2 separate regions of the Zea mays genome follow, and region 1 is linked to region 2. Evidence: chromatin contacts called from public Hi-C data. All regions are on one chromosome and are shown on one strand. The core of a region is the stretch at or near the end of the contact, and the rest is flanking DNA. Distances in the headings are between cores, read along the strand shown. Region 1 holds the start of LOC109943176 (BOI-related E3 ubiquitin-protein ligase 1). Region 2 has its middle 28 kb from the start of LOC109942896.

The links. Hi-C and Micro-C count contacts between places; a contact is called where the count stands out from the background.
Region 1: a Hi-C map of ear shows a contact between it and region 2, with 2.6 times the contacts expected there. The contact joins the promoter of LOC109943176 here to the enhancer-like site in region 2. A contact is called at or near these places in 5 of 25 Hi-C or Micro-C datasets (ear, leaf and tassel).

Annotation. Positions count from the first base shown.
Region 1 is chr10:115,557,645-115,562,208 of Zm-B73-REFERENCE-NAM-5.0, forward strand. LOC109943176 (BOI-related E3 ubiquitin-protein ligase 1) reads left to right here and starts at 1,932. Exons shown (of 2, transcript NM_001365013.1): 1 at 1,932-2,409; 2 at 2,510-3,263. The coding sequence starts at 1,990. The coding sequence ends at 3,019.
Region 2 is chr10:115,512,414-115,516,777 of Zm-B73-REFERENCE-NAM-5.0, forward strand. No RefSeq gene overlaps it. Among protein-coding and RNA genes, the nearest start is that of LOC109942896, 28 kb to the right of the region's middle. Within about 2 kb of position 1,743, at least 18 of the 20 cell types and tissues checked have an H3K27ac peak or open chromatin away from gene starts, as enhancers often do. A contact at or near this core is called in ear, leaf and tassel, where this site is marked.

The DNA of each region.
Region 1 (4,564 bases), core at 682-3,181, 45 kb after region 2:
TTTATCAGTATGAAAAATCACACTGGCCCCATACTAATAATTTATTTTTTGAAGCACTAATTTGGTGAGGATGATGCATGTCTCCATGTGTTCTGTTCTCTCTCTTTTTTTAGCAAGGATTCTTCTCTCTAAGAAAAAATCCTGGTGCATGCTATCATGATGTTCGATTTGAGCTTCATTTACGTCCTTTTCTTACCGAATTTATACTATCTAGCTAGAGCTTGTTATTTTTACGTGACGTGTTTAGATGACTATTGCCAATTGCGGTGGTAAAGCAAACAGGCATATGTGGCCTGTCAATACGACATTGGTCAAGTAAATGGCCACATCAATAGAAAATATACATCGTGGTGCATAAAAATTAATTGAATGGATGTATTATCATATATTTGTATCCCATATTTACGTCTATTTTAAATATGAATGTGTAATCTTTTGTATTCCATATTCTACTCAGATGAAGTGGTTATGATACGAGTGTTGGGTACCACCGGCAAGTCTACATGTATCTATCTTTTGATGAAAGTTGTTGTAGTTATTTTTAATTTTTGTAGTGGTTATGATATGAGTGGATTGAAACACTGTGTTGTTTAAGATCATGTAAAATTTATATATATCTAATTTAGGTCGAGAAGTCTCGTGTTATGATATGTTGTTTGATTTACGGAGTCGTGTCATGTGTATAAATTTTATGCTTTGTTTGATTTGCGGTATCACATAGATAACGATTTCACATGTTTCCTCGTAGCATCGCACGGACATAAACCTATTTGTACATAATTATCGTGGTATTGTAGGTTCCCGTTGCAACGCACGGGCACTCACCTAGTAAAATAGAAATATCAAGTTTGCCAATACATAAAATCTATGACCCATGTACCCAGCGGATTGAGATGGATTAAATTCCCTTAGGCCCCATTTGTTTTGTTGGAATTGAATTTCATTTTAATAATTATAATTTAGACAAAACTAATTAATTTCATATATTCATATATGTAATATATTTATATATTAACCTAAATTATATGAAAGAGATAGTTATATACTATATTTATATTATAGCGAAGCAAGTAGATGAGTGTTTTATAAATTATACATCGGAAAAATAGTATGTAAATCTATAAAATCAATTTTCATCTCTCACCCATTAATTTAAGATAGTCTTATATGATAACTTTGAAAAATGGTGTAATATCACATTCTAAAAAAATAATCTATTCTATTAGTAAGATTTCAATTCCTTGAAATGAAAGAAAACAAACCGGACCTTATATTCAATCCCCTCAATACACTCAACTGAACAAACCCTTATAAATTGTAATGGCTTCATGTTAAAAGTGCTGAATGCTGTAGGCTAGGAAAACACCCAGAGCCATTGCGTCATCGCAAAGCAAAAAATGTCGTGAACCTGAACCATCATTTCGAGGAATCCTCACTGCTGGATCACGAAATGGAGATTATAGTAAAATAAATAAAAGAAAAGAAAAGACATGGCGGCAAGCTCCCACCTCCCAAGGCAGTGGCAGGGTAGGCCACCCGTTGCATGCTGGCCCACGCGGACCACCACACCACCCAGAGCACTCCACGTCCTGCATCACGGTCACCGGGTCACGCCACTCGGCAAATCAAACGGAGAAAAAAAAATGGAAAAAAAAAAGAAACGTAGCGCAGGCAAGGGGAAAAGGAGAGGTCGCAGCTGCTGCATTTGCCTTGCTCCGTTCTGTGTTCTTCTGCCTGCTCTCCCTCTCCTAGTCATATGTCATCAGATATTATAAACAAAAAAACCGACAGCTTTTGTCTCCGTGCAGACGCCCCCACACAGCCAGGCAGGCACACACCCCACGTTTCCTCCCCGTCACCGCACCGCCCGGTCTCTCCCCCGGAGTATATATAACTTCCCTCCCGTCCCGATGTCTTTCTTCCACTGCCCACTTCTCTCCTCTTCCCTCTCCCCGCCCACTCGGCACTCGCAAGACAAACGCGGCGGCGATGGCCGTCCAGGCGCAGCACCTGTTCGCACCAGCTTTCCTGCCCCACGACGTCGGCCACGCCTTAAGGGCGCTGGAGGGTGCCGCGGCCGTCGGCGGCTCCGCGCTCCTGGACGAGCTCGGCCTCGGCGGGTGCGCGCCAGCGCCGGCGGCCCTCGGGGACGCCGCGTTCGGCGACGCCCAGCCGCGCAGCGAGCTCACCTGCAATGCCGCCGGTGACAACAGCGTGTTCCTCCCGAGGAAGCGGGCACGCGTTGTGCCGGGGTTCCTGGACGTCGGCCACCAGCCGGGGTTCCTGCTGGACGAGGTGCAGAACAGGTGCGGCGCGGCGTCCACCAGCGGCCGGGCGGCGGCGGCCAGTGGCGTCCTGTCGCAGCTGTACCACCAGGGCGTGGAGGTCGACGCGCTGGTGCGGGTCGAGGTGCGTGCGTTGGGTTTGGGAGTCTGGTGGTACATACATACATGTTCGTCGACGGACACGGTGTCTCTGATCCTTTTCCCCCCCACACCGTACGCCGCAGACGGACAGGATGCGCGCGGCGCTGCAGGAGGCTCGGCGGCGGCACGCGCGCGCGGTGGTAGCGGTCGTGCGGGGCGCGGCGGAAGCTCGGCTCCGCGCCGCGGAGGCAGAGCTGGAGCGCGCCCGCCGCCGCGGCGCGGAGCTGGAGGAGCGGCTCCGGCAGCTGGCCGCCGAGGGCCAGGCGTGGCTGGGCGTGGCAAGGAGCCACGAGGCCGTCGCCGCTGGCCTCCGCGCCACGCTCGACAAGGTGCTCCAGCAGCCCGCCGTCGCCGGCGGCGGTGGCGGTGGCGGCGAGGCGGAGGACGCGCAGTCCTGCTGCTTCGTGGCATCCCCGTCGGGGCCGGTGTCGACTGGTTCGTCGCCGTCGTGCAAGGCCTGCGGCGGCGGCGACGCGTGCGTTCTGGTCCTGCCGTGCCGGCACCTGTGCCTGTGCCGCGCGTGCGAGGCCGGTGCCGAGGTGTGCCCCGTCTGCGGCGCCGTGAAGAACGCCTCGCTCCAGGTCCTGCTGTGACGGCGAGGAGGCACTGGCAGCGGAAGCGGGAGTCACTCCAGCTTGCCTCCCGCGTGCCCCGGTACGTGAGTCACGACACCGGGGTCAGGCAGGAAACTTTTGTTGGTTAGTAGCAGTAGAGAGTAGCCCTGTTGAGTACAATCATGTAGAAATGCATTGGCTAAACCACACGTCATAGTTCCTGTTTGCTCAGAGACGTGTACTCATTTTCCTTGATCGCTAAACCACATCATGTTAGCAGTTAGCACCATCTATGCCGGCGGATCGCGTCGTTGCTGGTGAGTCCGGACTGTACTACGAGGCAGGCTGGTGTCCCTCGGCTGCCTGCCTGTACCACGAGGCAGGCTCGTCTCGTCCACACCGCAGAAAAGGCGTGAGTGTACTCCAGTCCAGTCCCGGGAGGACAGAACTTTGCCTGTACAAATCTGACCTGTCCGGTGCGTCACTACCCATCAAGTCCAAGCAACGTTGGGGGTCGGTCAGTGACCGAGCGATGAGGTGCAGTAATTTACCTTTGGCTTGGCATTGGAATCGAGTTCGATAGGCAAAGCACTCGGTAGATTGGTAGGGTAGATCGTTCTGCTTTGGTAGGGTAGTAGATCGCAGAGCTGTAATCAGTCACTTGAGCGCACGTCTAGTCAAAGTCCACACTCGGCCTGCCGCCTGCGCTCGAGAAAAAAAAGATAGGACGACCGAAAGGGCCTCGGAGTCGGAGACAACAATGCAAAGCCACTGCGATTCCTTTCGTGCGTAGCGTACTGGTGCTCGATCGGTGGCCTCTTGCCTGTGCGCTCTGGCCTGATGGCGACACAGGCGTCTTTGGAGTGCCTTTACGCAGGGGTTTTCTCTTTGACAGCAGCATCGGTTCCTTTTGGAGGACAAGTCATGTTCGTACGTACTACGTAGACAGTAGGAGGCCAGGGGCACTGGCCACTGGCAGCTGGCACCAGTAGGGGGGCGGGCATCATACAGGAGGAACCGAGGAAGGGAAAGCGGGCGAGCACTTCGAGGACGCGGATCTCCAGCAGCCTGCACTTCCGAGGACGCGGATCTGGCCTGGGAAATGGCTGTGCGCGCGCGCGTGCCGGCCTTTGCTTGCTTTCCCCCATTTCTGTCGGGGAAATTCAGAAAACAGCATTCATCTCACGCACGATTCAGAAAACAGCACTGAAAAAATGGGGTGTTCACAAAATAGCACTGATTTTGCCAAGGGAATTTATAAAATGACACTATGTTTAACACTAGTTCCTTCTTCACACACAATTATACCAAATTGCTGATGATGTTTCTACAGCATCATTTTTTCCCAACTGATGATGCAGCCCTTTCTTCCTCTAATAGAACAAAGAGGCGTTTGATTGGGTAGTGGTAGTAGATGGTCCTGCAACATACTCTTGGTCTTCCTTTAACAAAAAAAAATTATACTTTTGGTCTTCCTTTAACAAAAAAAAAATCCTTCTTCCGAGAATACTTCCTAGAAAAATATTATTATCAGCCGGTAGTGTATTTGGCCTGGCAAACGAATGAATTTTTTAATTTTGAAGA
Region 2 (4,364 bases), core at 493-2,992:
GACATCCTCGCGGCGAGCAAGGGTGTTGTGTGTGCACGCCAGGGGGAGGCATCGCGTGGTGTCTACGCCAGTGGGGGAGGGTGCGGGGGCGGGATGAGCGGGGTGGGGAGCGGGTGAGATTTCTGGCGGCCGCCTACTTTTGATTACGTGCTGGCCGCTTCCTCCTCCCTGCGAAGGGGTTGTGGAGCGCGCGGGCTGGCGACAGCGGGGCGCACGAGCTGGCGGGCGGCGGCGGGCGCGAGCTAGTGGGAAGTGGGAAAGGAGAGGAAGAGAGACGAGCGGAGTTAGGGATTTAGGTTTTTGGGTTAAGTTCGACAGTGTCTACGTGGCCCACGTATTTAATTTAAGAACGTGGGTACCCACGTTTCTAATAGGTTAAGTTCGACGGTTTTAGCTAGGGCCCACGAAGTTAATTTAAAAACGTGGGTACCCACGTTCTTAAAAAAATCCATGAACTTAACTAATGTAAGAACGTCGGTACCCATGTTCTTAACAAAACCCACGAACATTTATCAGTTTCTTGTAGTGAGAGAGCTGGAATTTAGGAATAATATAGGTCTTGATTGGATGACTGCATGTCTGTAATCAGGCTCGCCCCACTCTGACTGTCCAGATACTGTTGTTTTGAGAGTACCGATGGATGCAATCAAAATACCTTAAAATGACTTATTTTGTATCCTCTCATCCGGTCTACGTCTCTCGTGTGCAGCCAACCAAACAAAAACTTAGCAAAAGTCAATGCATGTGGTGGTGCAAGACGAGACAGTGCAGGTAACAATCAGGAGGATAGAGATTGTCTTGGAGTTGGTCTAGGGCGGCTCGGGCAGCCAGGGCACAGCATGCCATGCCCTGGATGGAGGCCGGCGTGGCTATTCAGGCTCAGCTGCCCTGCCCAATGCAACGCGCCATGACTTTCTTCACTATTTGTCACCAGTGGCTAGTTTCCTGACGCTTCTGGTGGCGTTGGTGCCCCCTTTCGGTGAACGGTGATCCGCTCCACCCCATGCCGGCGTGCACCGTGGCCGTGGCTTTTGTTCGGACACGTCGAACATTACACGGGGCGCTGTTGCAGGCAGCGGGCCAACCAGATCTGCCACCACAGTAACAGTACGTACATGCGCACCGCGCCAGCGGATCCATCCATACACAAGTCCACTGCAGCAGAGGCCCACGCTGGCCCGGCTAGCTGCCGTAGGGGACGAGTCCTGCTCCTGCTCCTGCTCCTGCTCCTGCTCCGTAGGCCATGTGCGTGCAGCCATCAAATCCCATCAGCAGCAACTTGCAACTGCAGCTACCCGGCGGCCGCCGCATGGCATGATGCACCGTGACAGAAGCAGCAGCAGCAGACAGAGGGAGAGGGGCCCCACAGCCCATAGGGTGATAGCCTGTCTCCGTCCTGACACTGCTCCCCCACAATCCTGGGGCTTGCTGCACGCGCAGAAAAAGTGAAAAACAAGAGCACAAGCGGCAGGCAGGGCAGGGACCATGCGGATTGATGGATGGGGGGCGGGGCATCCTACTATCCACCCATGCATGCATGCATGCATGCATGTTGCATCGCCAGCGGCAACAAGATCCGTGGGACGGGACTGTGCGAGAGATCATCAGATGGGATCTGCAGTGGCTTGCCCTGCTGCTGCTGGCTGTGCCGCAGATGCCTTGTCGCTCTCACACTCCGCCTGGCCTGCCAGTGCACCTCCAAAGGTGCTGTGCCTGTGCGGGGTACGGATAATCATACCAAAAAGGCAGTGCTACCCTACGAGCATGCGATGCGAGCGAGGGATCTGTCCGGCAGGGTGGGTGGCAGGAGCTGCGCCTCTGGCCCCACCGTTTCTGAGCTTTCTTTCTTTCTTTCATGCAGTGCTTGCCAAGCCGTTTGGCCATAGTGGGGCCCAGCTCCACTTTTGTGGACGCCACGCAACGTCTTGCCAGCTTTTGCTCAGCCACGCCAGCAAGAGAGTTGGACAGCCACTGCTCACTTCACTGGTAGTACTAATAAAGGGGCAGTGCACGATAGCCACGCCCGTGCCTCTGTTTGATTCCCTATTAGGACATGTTAGGTTGACAGGTTTCCATTCTAGAGAAGAATTAAGTTAATCCTCTCCTTGTCACTTGAATCACTTAGGGCTAGTTCTGTAGCCACAAAACCGGTGTGGATTGGAGGGGTTAAAATCCCCATCTTTATACAATTTTGAATAAGTAAGAGATTTTAGCCCCTCCGATATTTGGACTATCAAACTAGCCCTATGTGATTGCGAACCAGATATACTACCTCGAAGTAGGGATAAATTCAGATAGTAATTCAGATGTTTTTTTTGTCGTCTTTCTTCGATTGCGAACAAATAATATATAAAATTTGTTATGTAAATTTATATTCTTGTTTTTTCTAGCATTGAGCTTATTAAGATCAATATAAAGTAAATATAAAACTGGTTCGATCTTTTTAAAATAATTGATACAAATTCGGATACGGATACTATTCGTATACAAATGGTTTTTTTTTCACGTTTTCCGTTGTATGAAAAAAATAATGCATAAAAAGTACACGCAGGGGCGGATTTACGACCGGGGCTGCCTGGGCTGCAGCCCCGGTCGCGGCCCAGTAACGCGAGCAATAGGTCCATCGCGATTTTGTGCCCAGCTCTGCCTCGTGCTGCGATTTCGTGCCCACTGTCCAGCCTCGCGCGGCCGCGCCTAACCTAATCCAGCCGCCGCCTGCTAGGCCGCCAGCCGTGGAAGACTCGCGGCACCGCGCGTCCGCGCCACCGCCCAGGCGCTCACGGCCCGACGCCCGCAGCACGCAGCGGCGCAGGCACGCAGCGTTGCTTGCCTAGTCGCTGGACGGCTGGAGGCCAAAGCTGCCGTTCGCTGAGCCGGACCGCCGGATGAGCGGAGCCCGCAGGCCACCCCTGGCCGCAGCGACGCTCGCCTCGCCAGCGCCTGGACCCGGAGCACCGCCGAGGCCCGGAGCACCGCGGCCACAGGCCACCGCCGTTGTCCAGCCGAGCAAGCGTGAGCCGAGCAGAGCAGGGATTTGTGATTTGAAGTTTGATTTGAATTTGATTATTTATTTGATAGTAATTTCGTGTTTAATTATAGGAATAAGATGGACATGATGTTTAATTATTGCTTGATGTTTTCAATGTGCATGGGCAGTGGCGGATTCAGGGGTTTAATTATTTTTTTGTTTGGTTTAAATTTTTTTGTTATAGTCTTAGTAGCCCCCTCTTGTATCAATCCTGGATCCGCCACTGAGTACACGAGTATTTATTCTTGTCTCTGTAAAATATTTAACAGCATGGATAAAGATTAGCACCGATTTTATGCACATTTACATTAAAATATTAAAATTCATCATATAATTTGGATGTTTAGTACTCGCTACATCGAAGCCTGCAGTAGGTAGTACGGTTGAGGTCCAGTCCAGCAGCAGGTAGCAGCAGAGCGGCGTGGTATTCTGTGGACTGCACGCGCCTTTATTCGCGCAGGCACGATGCCCGTGCTCTGACGACCCTGAGAGAGGGACCGCCCCTAGACGCCGCCGCAGGCAGGGGAAAGCCGGAAGCGAGGGCGCAGTCGCACGCAGGAGTCAGGACGACGCTGGGTCTTTAGGCTGCCCGCAATGGGCGACTGCATGCCCGCGCTACCCGACTTAGCGTAAAAAAAATGCTGCATCGCAGGACTCTACCCGATACTGCATGCTCTGAGTTACGCCATTTCTAGCGCTCTCTCTCACCTACGCCAAACAGAGGCAGTGCAGCTGCAGCAGCAGAGGTGGGCCCGCGACTGCACGCTCTCTCCCATAATCGCTATGAAGTGCACGCAAGCATAGTAGAAAAAATAATATAATATGTGGTAGTTGGTATATGGTTGGATATAAAGTAAACATGAGTGCGGGGAATTCTGGTATAGAGTAAAGAATTTTGCTGACTAGGACAGAATATTCTTTTTAGGGTAGAAATTTAGAGTAGTATGAGTGTGGATAGCCTTATCGGCAGGCGACACGCGGCCGTGGCAGTGTGGCCTGGTCCTACCTGCGCGTTGCCGTCGATACTCTACAGACTACACAGGCGGCAGGTGCATGCTGGAGCCCCGGGCTCCCGGCGGTGCCGTCACTAGTACAATTTGGCTCTATACAAGCGGTAGGCTTTTTACATCACAGACGGTTCAATTAGAAAACCGCCTGTGATGTCCCAGACGGTTCAGTACGCCTGTGATGTAATAGTATCACAAGCGGTTTTTGTTTAGGACCGTCTGTGGTGCTCTATCCATTTCACAAGCGGACCCTAAGACAAAACCGCCTGTGATTGTAAAAATATGAAAATACAATTTAAATATGAAAATAATTTTAATTTTTAACAGAA